2 separate regions of the Gossypium hirsutum genome follow, and region 2 is linked to region 1. A link is a contact called in public Hi-C data. All regions are on one chromosome and are shown on one strand. The core of a region is the stretch at or near the end of the contact, and the rest is flanking DNA. Distances in the headings are between cores, read along the strand shown.

The links. A called contact is a pair of places that touch in the nucleus more often than the background predicts.
Region 2: a contact with region 1 is called in a Hi-C map of leaf, with 1.6 times the contacts expected there. The contact joins the promoter of LOC121211291 here to the promoter of LOC107927214 in region 1. A contact is called at or near these places in 2 of 34 Hi-C or Micro-C datasets (both in leaf).

Annotation. Positions count from the first base shown.
Region 1 is chrA12:11,445,233-11,450,637 of Gossypium_hirsutum_v2.1, forward strand. LOC107927214 (LOB domain-containing protein 41) reads right to left here and starts at 2,700. Exons shown (of 2, transcript XM_016858244.2): 1 at 2,157-2,700; 2 at 1,026-2,050. The coding sequence starts at 2,346. The coding sequence ends at 1,332.
Region 2 is chrA12:12,107,687-12,113,091 of Gossypium_hirsutum_v2.1, forward strand. It overlaps LOC121211291, which reads right to left and starts at 2,301. Exons shown (of 1, transcript XM_041083938.1): 1 at 1,596-2,301. The coding sequence starts at 2,125. The coding sequence ends at 1,862.

The DNA of each region.
Region 1 (5,405 bases), core at 1,450-3,949:
TTTGAGGAATAAATATAAAATTTATTAAGCCATTTTGAAAATCATATAAATATATATAACATTTTAAATATGATTATAATTGAAAAAATATTTAGTACACTATCCTTGAAACTTTTAGACTCCACAAATAAGATCGGGGGTTGACAAGTGTTCTATAAAGTATAATAAAATATTAAAAAAATAAATATTTAAAATGACAAATTTTAAAACTACTTATGGAATAAAAAAGACACTACAAATGTACTTAATACTATCTCAATTATAATATAAAAATATATTAATGCAAGGAGAGGATTGTACTAGTGTAGTCCAAGTGTTGATTTTTTTCACGCGTTTCTATCATTTTTAATATAATTAATATTTTAATAATTCAAATATTAATTTTTTCAATATAATTATACTTATTAAGTATTTATAATTTTAAACCATCAAAATATATCTATCAAATAGATTTAGAATATTATTTTTATTAATACTAAATTATATCATACCTATTGTGTAGGTGAAATTTTTTAACAACAAACATATTTATAATTTTATTTTTTAAACTAAAAAAAAAAGAGGAACATTTTCTTTGTGTAATGGTTGAGGCTTTTCTACTTTAGTATTGTATTTTTAAATAAATTATTAAAAAATACTTTGATAATCATATTAGTTGTAAAATGGTATTTAAGTTAGTGTTTAAATTCAATCAAAAGTTTTATATACAATATAAATATATTTTAAAGTTAAAAGCTTTTACATAAAATAAATAGTACAGTATTAAAACTTGACATAAATAATCTATATAAATAAATAATTATAAAAATATATAAATTGTCAAATTAAATTGTGGACACATTGCTTTCAAATTAAAATAATCTCGACTCAACTTTGCTACTATAATATAAAATGTGAAAAATTAAGTTTATTGAATTATATAAAAATATGTAAGAAAATTAAATATTTTATTATACAAATTTAGAAATGCCACATTATTATTTTAACGATAAATAACAAAAATAGGAGTAAATACAAGGTCCCAGTTTGTTTTATAAAATTTTGTATAGTTCATTCATTGTCATAATACAATTCCAATTAGGTAAAATAATAAAGTTGAAAAGAAATAAAATCTTTATGATTCCCCCTATAAAATTTACCATTTCTACTCATGTAAACTATTTCTTTTGTTTACATAAAGGGAAAAAGGAAAATTACAAAAAGAACTTACAAAAAAAAAAAAAAAAAGAAAAAACAACCCACAGCTCTTCTATGTATAAAACAAAAGCCGGAAACGAGCCGCCAAAACTGGGAACAAACTATCCTTTTGTTTTTCCTTTTATAAAAGCCATTTAAGCCGCCGGATAGTCAAGACCCAGCTCAAACTTACACGTTTGACTATCCTCGAACGTGCCGTATGCTTCCACTCTCCTTTTCTTTACAGGCACCACCACCTGACAAGCACGTGACATCACCGGTTTAAACCCCAGCGTCAACTCCAGCCCAATCTCGCTGCTTCCCTCCACCGTCCTTTCTTCCAACACCTTACCTCCGAGCTCCGGCCCCGCCGGAAACAGCCGCGAAGCCGCCACTGTTTCCTCTGAGATCATACTCGAGGTTTCTTTACTTTCCCCATCCATAACAGCCAACTCAGATTGGTGACTCAGCGAGGACTCGTGACTCGTCGACCGGTTTCCCTCGAACCCTTCATCAGCGTAACACCGCGGTTCGGGTGGTTCCGAGCTGCGGTTCTCCTCCTCTAAGACCGGGTTATTCACCTTCGGCTTCAAAGTTCTTTTAACTCGGCACCGTGTCTTAACTCGTTGGACATCGTTAGAGGCTGCAGAGTTTTCATCTTTGGAAACATGACGAATGTCGTATGCTTTTAGAGGCGGCCCTTGACCATTCGCAGCGGCTTCCGACGCAATCGGAGTGATCGGAGCACCTTTTAGCACAGCTTCTACGGCGGCTTGGCAAAGCTGCCAGCTTCCGGACCATAATAAGCCGACAGAACCGTATATCGGGTTCACTATCCGACCACAAGCCTCGTATAATAACGACCTAAAAATAGCTGAATAAATAGGGAAAAGAAATCAGTGAAAGAAAAGACAGTAATCTAAAAATAATGTAAATTAAAAATAAACAGAGCAGATGTGTGAAAGGAAAGTGAAACTGACCAGGGCGGAGGTGTTCGGGGCCGGCGTTGATGAGGTTCATAAGGCCAGCACGGCCATAGAACTTGGCTAGAAAGACGGTGGCGTTTGCTTGGGATTCAGGGCTTTTGATCCATTGTAAACAGGGCCTGATGCTACAATTTTCACTGCAGCCCTTACGAAGAATCCGGCATCCATTACAACTCATGCGCATTTTGAGAAGTTGGAGAAAGAAAAGAGAAAATTTGGGGGGGGGATTGAAGAAAAGAGGGAAGTTGGAGTATTTAAGGGAAGCGGAAAAGGAAAATATAAAAATAAGAGATATTCTTTTACGAAAAAATGGCCGCTGGGTTTTCAGGTATAGGACCAGGGGAACGCAGTTGTTTTAATTTCCAAAACGCTGGTTTCCACATTCAAGGAGGTTGGCTTTCAAAAATAAATCAATTTTTATTTAAAAAACAATAAAAACATGGTACTGCTATGTTTTTAAATACTTTTGCTATTTCACTACTCTCACCCTCTCACTCGTGCAACTCACTCCCAATTAAGGAATCCAATTTCAATTCCCCATTGGAGGCGTACTTAATGTACTGTCCCTTCTGCGTAAGACAACCTAAATATTTACGGAACGTAACTCCTCTCGGGGAAATCGATGCACAACTCATTTTTACTAAACTACCCCCACTTGCGCTCGATATGTTACTGCTTTCTAAAGGGTAAAACGGATACTTGAATATAAGGACAGGTGGTGAAAAAGGTAAGGGATGCCATGCAAATGGGTCCAAAAATTGAGAAAGGAAGAGAGTAGCGCGTGGAAGACACGTACAGGCATCAGAGTGTTGTCGAATCGCCACATATGAGGTAGAGGGTGTGAAGTGGGAGCCCCTGTTTTATTTTAATTAAAGAAAAACAGAATAAAATAATATAGAAAAAGGCTCCTGGTTTTCGGGAGGTTCGTGTTGATTCAAAAACCACTTTAAAAGAGGGAAAGCGAAAACCGGTAACCGGTTTCCGGATTTGAATGTTGGGACTGTGGGCGCTTCACAAGCTCATCAGCCAACGGTTTTGAAGGGGTTTCTTTTATATATTTTCTTTTCTGAAATTTGCATTAAGCTCATACTTATCATCTATTACAGTAGAATAAATAAAGAAATCATTTTTCTTTATTTGAGAAACCAATTTTCTTATACGGTTTTATTTCTAGTATACACTTATATGTTATCTTTATTAATCTCATTTACATTTCTAACTTTTTAAATTTTTTTTTTAATTTTACTTTTATAAAAAATAATCGAAAGGTTTGTTTGTTCATTTTAATGACATGATGACATTTTAGTATTTAATTAATTTTTAAATTCTAAAAAAAAATATTAAAAATATTGCAAGAAGTTGCACATTTCTCTTTTTCTTATATTTTTTTAAAATAATTTATTTAATTTTCATAATTTTTAAAAAATATTTTATATCTTTCTAACCAATTTATTCTTTCAAAATATTAATTTATATGATATTAAATTATTTTATATCATAAAATAAATATAGCTAATCATTCAAAACAAAACTAATATCCAAATTATTAAAACTAAGTAAATATATATTCATCCAGTAATTTCTTTTACACTTAAATATAGAAGGTTTTCTATTCAAAATAGATCTCTAAGTGGTAGTTTTTGCGGTGGATAAGGCGAAAAGAATGCTATTGACAGCGATGATTAAAGGATGGAAAAAGGCTTGGCAGTGCTTTCACTTACTGGTAGGGAGGAGGAGGAGGCATGGCAAGTAGATCTGAAGGAGGAAGTGAGGGAGTAGGTGGTGAATCTGAGTGTGGTGGGTAGCTTCTTGATGGCCACTGTTGTACAGTTTCAGGCGATGCGCACCACTTTGGTGAATTTATGGCACCCTCATGGGGGTGTTAAGATTACTTATATGGGTGAGAAGCGGTTTCTCTTTCAGTTTTACTATGAGATTGATCTTGACAGGTTCTTGGATGGAAGTCCCTAAACGTTCAACAACCATTTACTACTTTTTCATCGATTAAAGGAAGGGGATGACCTCATGGTTGTGCCATTGTTTCGGGTTGATTTTTTGGTCTAGATTCATGATCTTCTGACGGGATTAATGTCAGAAATGATGGCTAGGCAATTTGGGGGCTTTTTTGGGGCAATTTTAGTATGGTGCGAAGTCATTGAATAAATGGTATGGGGGTTATATGCGAATTCGTGTCAGGATTGATGTGAGAAATCCGCTAATGAAGCATAAGAAACTTATTCTGGAGAACAAATGGTTCTTTTATGCGCGATTCCAATATGAAAAGCTTTCGATATTTTACTTTTTTTTATGGCTGATTGGGATAATCTGAGAGATTTTGCCCAGCCAAGATCGTTAATGGGAAAAAAATTGGTATCTGAGTGGGATCTTTCGATTAAAACAATACCGAAAAGAGCAATGGTGGTGACTAGTCCTTAGTTACGGGAGAAGGGAGAAAGGCCACGGATTAAAAAATTGTAGAAATCGCTGGGTAAAAGGACAACTGAGGGGTTAGCGAATATATAAGGTCTATTTTGAAATAGGGATTTTTTGCGTCTAGCGAGAGCGAATCTTGGGCTGAATATGGAGGGAAGTTGGACACTGGTATTAGTGGAATAGAGAATATGGATTCGAATAAGGAGTTGTGAGAGGAGGATTTCCCTATGGAGATTGGAGAGGGAAAGAAGCGTCAACGCAGTTCTCAGTTTTCTTTAGTTTTTAATGAAATGGATTTGGGGAAAACTAATGATGGACTTCTTATGTTCTTGATTCTGAGATATTGACTGGTTCTGTAGGGTAGGGCAGCCGATTGTAATGGAAATCTTATGCTGAAATGTTTGGGGACTAGGGAATCCCCGAACAAGGCATCGCCTTTGGCATATGCTGAGGGTGACTAATCTCGATATGGTTTTTTTATGGAAACTAAGCTACATAGTTTGAAAATGGAGGAAGTTTGGAGGACATGGGGGATGTGGAGGGAATAGATGTTAGTAGCAAAGAAACAAATGAGGGTTATCTTTAGGATGGAAGTAAGGAGTTAAAGTAGTGTTAAGAAGATTTTCGATGAATCATATTGATGTGACAATGGAGGGGGAGTTAGAAGACATTAGGTGGCAATTTGTTGGGTTTTCTGGACATCTAATGGAAAATTTAAGGCATCATTCATGGGATTTGTTAAGAAATCTTGTATCTGATAATGGGGACCCATTGTTAGTTATGGAAGATTTCAACGAAATTATGTATTCC
Region 2 (5,405 bases), core at 1,051-3,550, 660 kb after region 1:
GGAGAGGCACGACCGTGTAGAAGAGCTATGGCCGTGTGGTTCACGAACTAGCCTGGGGTTTTGAGAGGCACATGGTTATGTGGTGGCCATGTGGTCCACCCATATAGGAGACCATGTAGCCCTGATTCTACACACGATAAGCACTGATTCACTTGGGAAAGATCACACACCTTTCATCGGAGGTCTGATTGATGTTCCTCACGATAAAACCTGATCTGACACATTTAAATTCGATTGTTCAAACATATGTACACAATTAATATTTGACGTCAAGATTGCCAAGATTTGCAAAAGATTTATCAAGATTTCAAATAGATCAATTGGTCGAATTAAAGATTAAAGTTTGGAGATTTGTGCGGCAGGGTTACTAAATTGAATCATAGGAATGAGGTGTATTTACCGTTTCTTGGCAAGAATAGAGATGTTATTGACGACAATTACTAAACTTGTAGAAGAATGATTTAATGGTGCTTTTTTTATTTGTGTAAGCAAAATAATTGACAACAAAAAGATGAAAAATATAATGCAAAAAAGAGAAAAAAATAAAAAAAGATGACAAAATTCTAATAGGAATTGCAATATAACAAAATGCCAAGTCTAATTAGGAAAAGATGGCTAAATACCTAGCGTTTAGAAATATGCCAGTTCTGTCGAAATTAAAAAGGAAATGGAAGGGGGATTGGATGATTAGAACTCGGGTCACTTGAGAGGATACTAGTGCTTTAACTGTTAGGCTTGAGGTGACTTTTATCTTAAGTTGCTAAAATATTAAAGAAAAGAAATGCTCAAAAAGTAGCTTGAACTTGTGTCTTTAGGGAGGTTACTAGACATTTAACCATTCAGCCCTTTACATTTTCTTGTTTATCCATTACAATTAACCCCCTGTATTTTAGGGTGTAACATAGTTAAATCTATCAAGTCATCAATTCCCGTTTTGATTAGTTTGTCCAATTTGATCAAATAAATTATTGAAAATTCATAAAAATAAAAATATTTTAAAAATAGAGAAAACCGATTAAACTAATTTTTTTAGCTCAATTCAACTGGGTTATATCGGGTCAATTAGTTCAACCGATATCTCAACCGGATTCTTAGTCCAACCTATTCAACCGACCAATCTAATTCTAAAAATATTCGTTTTGATCGATGAAGGAACTTTTTCGATCTAGTCAGGTCAAGCTAATAGGCGGTGAAGTTTGAAAGCAAAATTAATCGCCAGCGTCTAGATCTCAAAAAGGTGAATTTTGAGTATTTTTGACATTGCTAGATATTATAAAAGAAGAAAAAATAAAAATAAAAAAATAGACAGAAAAATAATGTAAAAGAAAAAAATTCAAAATATTTTTTGATGATATAACATTTAGATGTAAAATGTGTACCCAAAACATAGTTGAGGTAAAAATGTTTTAAAATTAACTTAGTTTGACTAACAGTTAACCTAATATGGAAAAAAAATAGTTTAGGTTCTCGTTGTTTAAAAAAAATATTAAGCACCAAAATGTAAAAAAGTTGTATAATTGAAGTAGTGAATTGAACCGGTAAATAATAAGAGAGAATTGGGTTGTCCTTAACCGTCATCAGCAATACCATAAGCATACTCTGAACTCTCTGGCTGCCCAACATGCAGCTTTTTATGATTTCATATACATATACACATCTCACATTTAAAAACCATTGTCTCTACCCTTCACATCCATTTATTACACCGTATTTTTACATTAAAGCAGTACAGATCAATTATTATGATTTTATTTGCAATTTTACATAAAAAAAAGGAATAAATCATTATGGATATATGAATGAATAAAATAAGAAGCAGTTAAGGAAAAGCCAAAAGCAACATAAACGAAGTCTAATAATCCTAGTGCTTTTGGGTAGTTTTATGATACTTTTCTTTGATCCATTGAAGCCCCGAAGAGGTTCCTTGTTTGACCTTCTTCATCCCAGTTGAAGCCACAGCTTTGGTCTTCTCAAGCCCATCCCCGACCTTCTGCTTGTACTTGGCTGTTGCCCCACCGCTGCTGCTTTTCTTCTTGTTTGCAGCACCGTTGGAAGCCGCTGGATCGCTGTAGTCCCATTGCTCTGCCCATGATGATCCATTACCGTACGAGTTGTTCCCTTCCATTTGCTCTTTTTTTTTCTTTTTTTTTTCTTTCTGTATTGACAGATTAAAAGGGGGGGGGTCGGTTTTCAGCTGAGAATTCTAAGAATAATTTATAGATTGAATTTAGGGCAAGTATTGGGAATTATTTTGTTGATCAATGTTAGGGAATACGGAGGAAGCAGTGCTTTGAATTTGATGAGAACTCAAGTCCCTATTATATAGGCGTTAATCCAACAAAGAAAACTGGGCTGTATCCAGGAATGGGACCCAGCTGATTAATCAATTTGTATTATTATATTATCTATAACCGAAATGCCAAAAATAACCTCCTTTTTTATTTAATGCTTTCTTAGTAACTAGGTTTTGTAAATTAAAATAGGACGATTTTTTTATTTTCTAAGCAAATGTTTTATTTATTTTTATTTTTTAAAATATAATTATTTATTACATTAATTGTGCAAAATTTTAACTTCACAAGTGATTAAGATTTTGTCATGTGACAAAAATAAAATAAAAAAATAAAATATACTATAAAATTTTAATTCCATTTTTGAAGATAAAAATTTTCATAACTTATTACAAATTATTTTTTTTAAATACAACTTAAGAATACATGACAAAAATTCAACTCTACTTATAATTTTTTTTTATAAAAGTTATTATCTAAACTTTTTCTTGCCTTTTATCTTAATTTTTTATTATCATTGATAGTACAGAGGATAAAGGGTATTTAAAAAAGAAAAAGCAGGAAGGGTAGTATAGTCAAACGCAAAAAGTTGAATAAATTAAGAAAAAAAAAGAGAAGCGCGTAGTTATTTTGGGGTTCTGGAATTATCCAAAAAATAGGGTGGATTAATTTGACCGTGATCTCTGACGCTACACGGTAACGCAGGATGTATGGAAAGTTCTGTTTAAGAAGCTTCCGCAATCGTCATTGCGTATGCCTTCGCCTTTTGATTTTATTTACATCTTCAAACTATAAAACATATTATATATTCTCATCCAACTACTCTTACACTGCCACCTTTATATCCGTTGGACTGTTCTAAGTCAGAATTCAGGTACTTTCTAGAAAACATGCTATTTCAACACTGCTACCACAAACGCTGTCGTTGTTCGGTCATCTGCCACCAGCTTCATTTTGAACTGGTACCAATAATAACATTCCCAAAACCAAAAACATGTCACTCTAATAACCATTGCACATTCTAAATCCAATTTTAAAAAATAAAAAATAATTATTAAATTATTTAAAATGTTATATTTTAATCATTTATTAAAAATTAGAAAATAATCTATATATTATTTAAAAAATTTATTTAATTATTGACTTGTTAAATCTTTAATAAATGACTGATGTAACCGTTAAATCAATGTTTATATAATATAATATGATATAATATTATCTATGTAATTTTTATTTAACTTAAAAAAATAGTTTGGGTGTTTTTTTTATTGTTTAATGAATTAACTTAATCTAAATTACTATATTTTAGGTTTGTTTAACAACGTTCTTAATAATTTTATTAACATTAGAGAAAAAAAGTTAGGATTTAATAATTTAGTGACTTAAATAAAACTTTTAAAGATAACTGATTAAACTATAAACTTATTAATAGTTTAATAACTTTAAATGTAGTTTATATTACAAGAAACTACACAATCTTAAATATATATATTTTTAATAAATCACAAGAGAAAGATAAAACTCTAACAAGAATACAACTAGCATGACTCTAAAGTAAGCTACACTTGAAATTGTAAGCATTCTAACTATCTTACTAACACACGAAATTATAGTAAATCCCAAATATTAAGCGTTGAAAAGGGGAATAAAATTCTCCTAAACCCATTATATGCCCCTCCACTATAATCATGACATGTGGAAAATAAATTGGTGAAAAATCGAATGGGAGTTTATGGTTAAGTTAATAAATTTAACTTCCAATTAACTTTTTCCTATTCTCAAAAAAGAAAAGAATCTTATGACAATAATTATTTATAAGGGTTTTTACTTAAATAATATAAAAAAATAAATTTAATAACTAAAATAGTATGCCTATAAGATTATTTATTAAAATGGTATAGTTTTTATTGGTGCCGCCTGTCAAATTAGAGTTACCAGATTGCAATAGGCGGCACTGGATTGAAATATAATGGTCTAAAGTATTTAGGGACCTGTGATGCAATTTTTTCATTTTAGTATGGCTGCTAAAAAGAAAGGGAAAAGGTGCCGCCACAAACTTTAAATAGGGCTAATTGCCTTTTAAGCCCTCCTTATTTATTATTTTTATTTTATTCCCCTTCAACTCACTATATTGTATTTAAACAAACTCTTAATCTATTTTTATTATTAAATAAGCCCTTAACTTATGGTTTTTCTCATAAAACCCATTTATTTTGATATTAAATTAAATATATATTTTGAATTTCAAGCTCTTATCTTAATTTTTTGTTGATGCAATAAAAATTATATACAACTTTAACATCAACATAAAACTAAAAAAGTAATAAAAAAATTCGAAAGAGTAGTTAAGAATATCATGTATATAAGCACTCTCAAGAAATTTAAAATTTTTATTTTTTATTTAATAAATTATTCTCATCAAATGCACATCAGCATAATATGTGAATTAGTTTATGTTTTTTTAAATAGCTTTACTTTGGATAAAATATATTTACTTTAATATTAAAATATAGGGCTTTTATAAGTAAAAACCATAAGTTAAAGGCTTATTTAACTACAAAAATGGGTTAAGAGTTTGTTTAAACACATTATAGTGAGTTGAAGAGGAATAAAAAGAAAATAATAAATAAGGAGGGCTTAAAAGGCAATTAGTTCTATTTAAAGTTTGGTGTCGCCACTCTGTTAGGCGGCACCCTTTCCCTTCCTTTTCAACAGCTATACTAAAATGGAAAAATTGCATCACAAGTCCCTAAATACTTTAGACCATTACATTTCAGTCCAGTGCCGCCTATTGCAGTCCGGTGATGCCAATCTGACAGGCGGCACCAATAAAAACTATACCATTTTGGTAAATAATCTTATAGCCATACTAATATAGTTATTAATTTTATTTTTTGTATTATTTAGGTAAAAAATCCTATTTATAACAAAAATCACATCAGCAGTAAAATATTAATGAAGAAGAGTATCAATAAAAAACCCTATTGCCCATGATTAAAAAAATCGATACTTAGCTGACAAATAAAACAGTCAATAAAAACAATGCTTCATTAAGGGTTATCTCCATTCAAAAAATTAAAAAATAATAAGTGTTTGGGTATAATGGTAAGATAT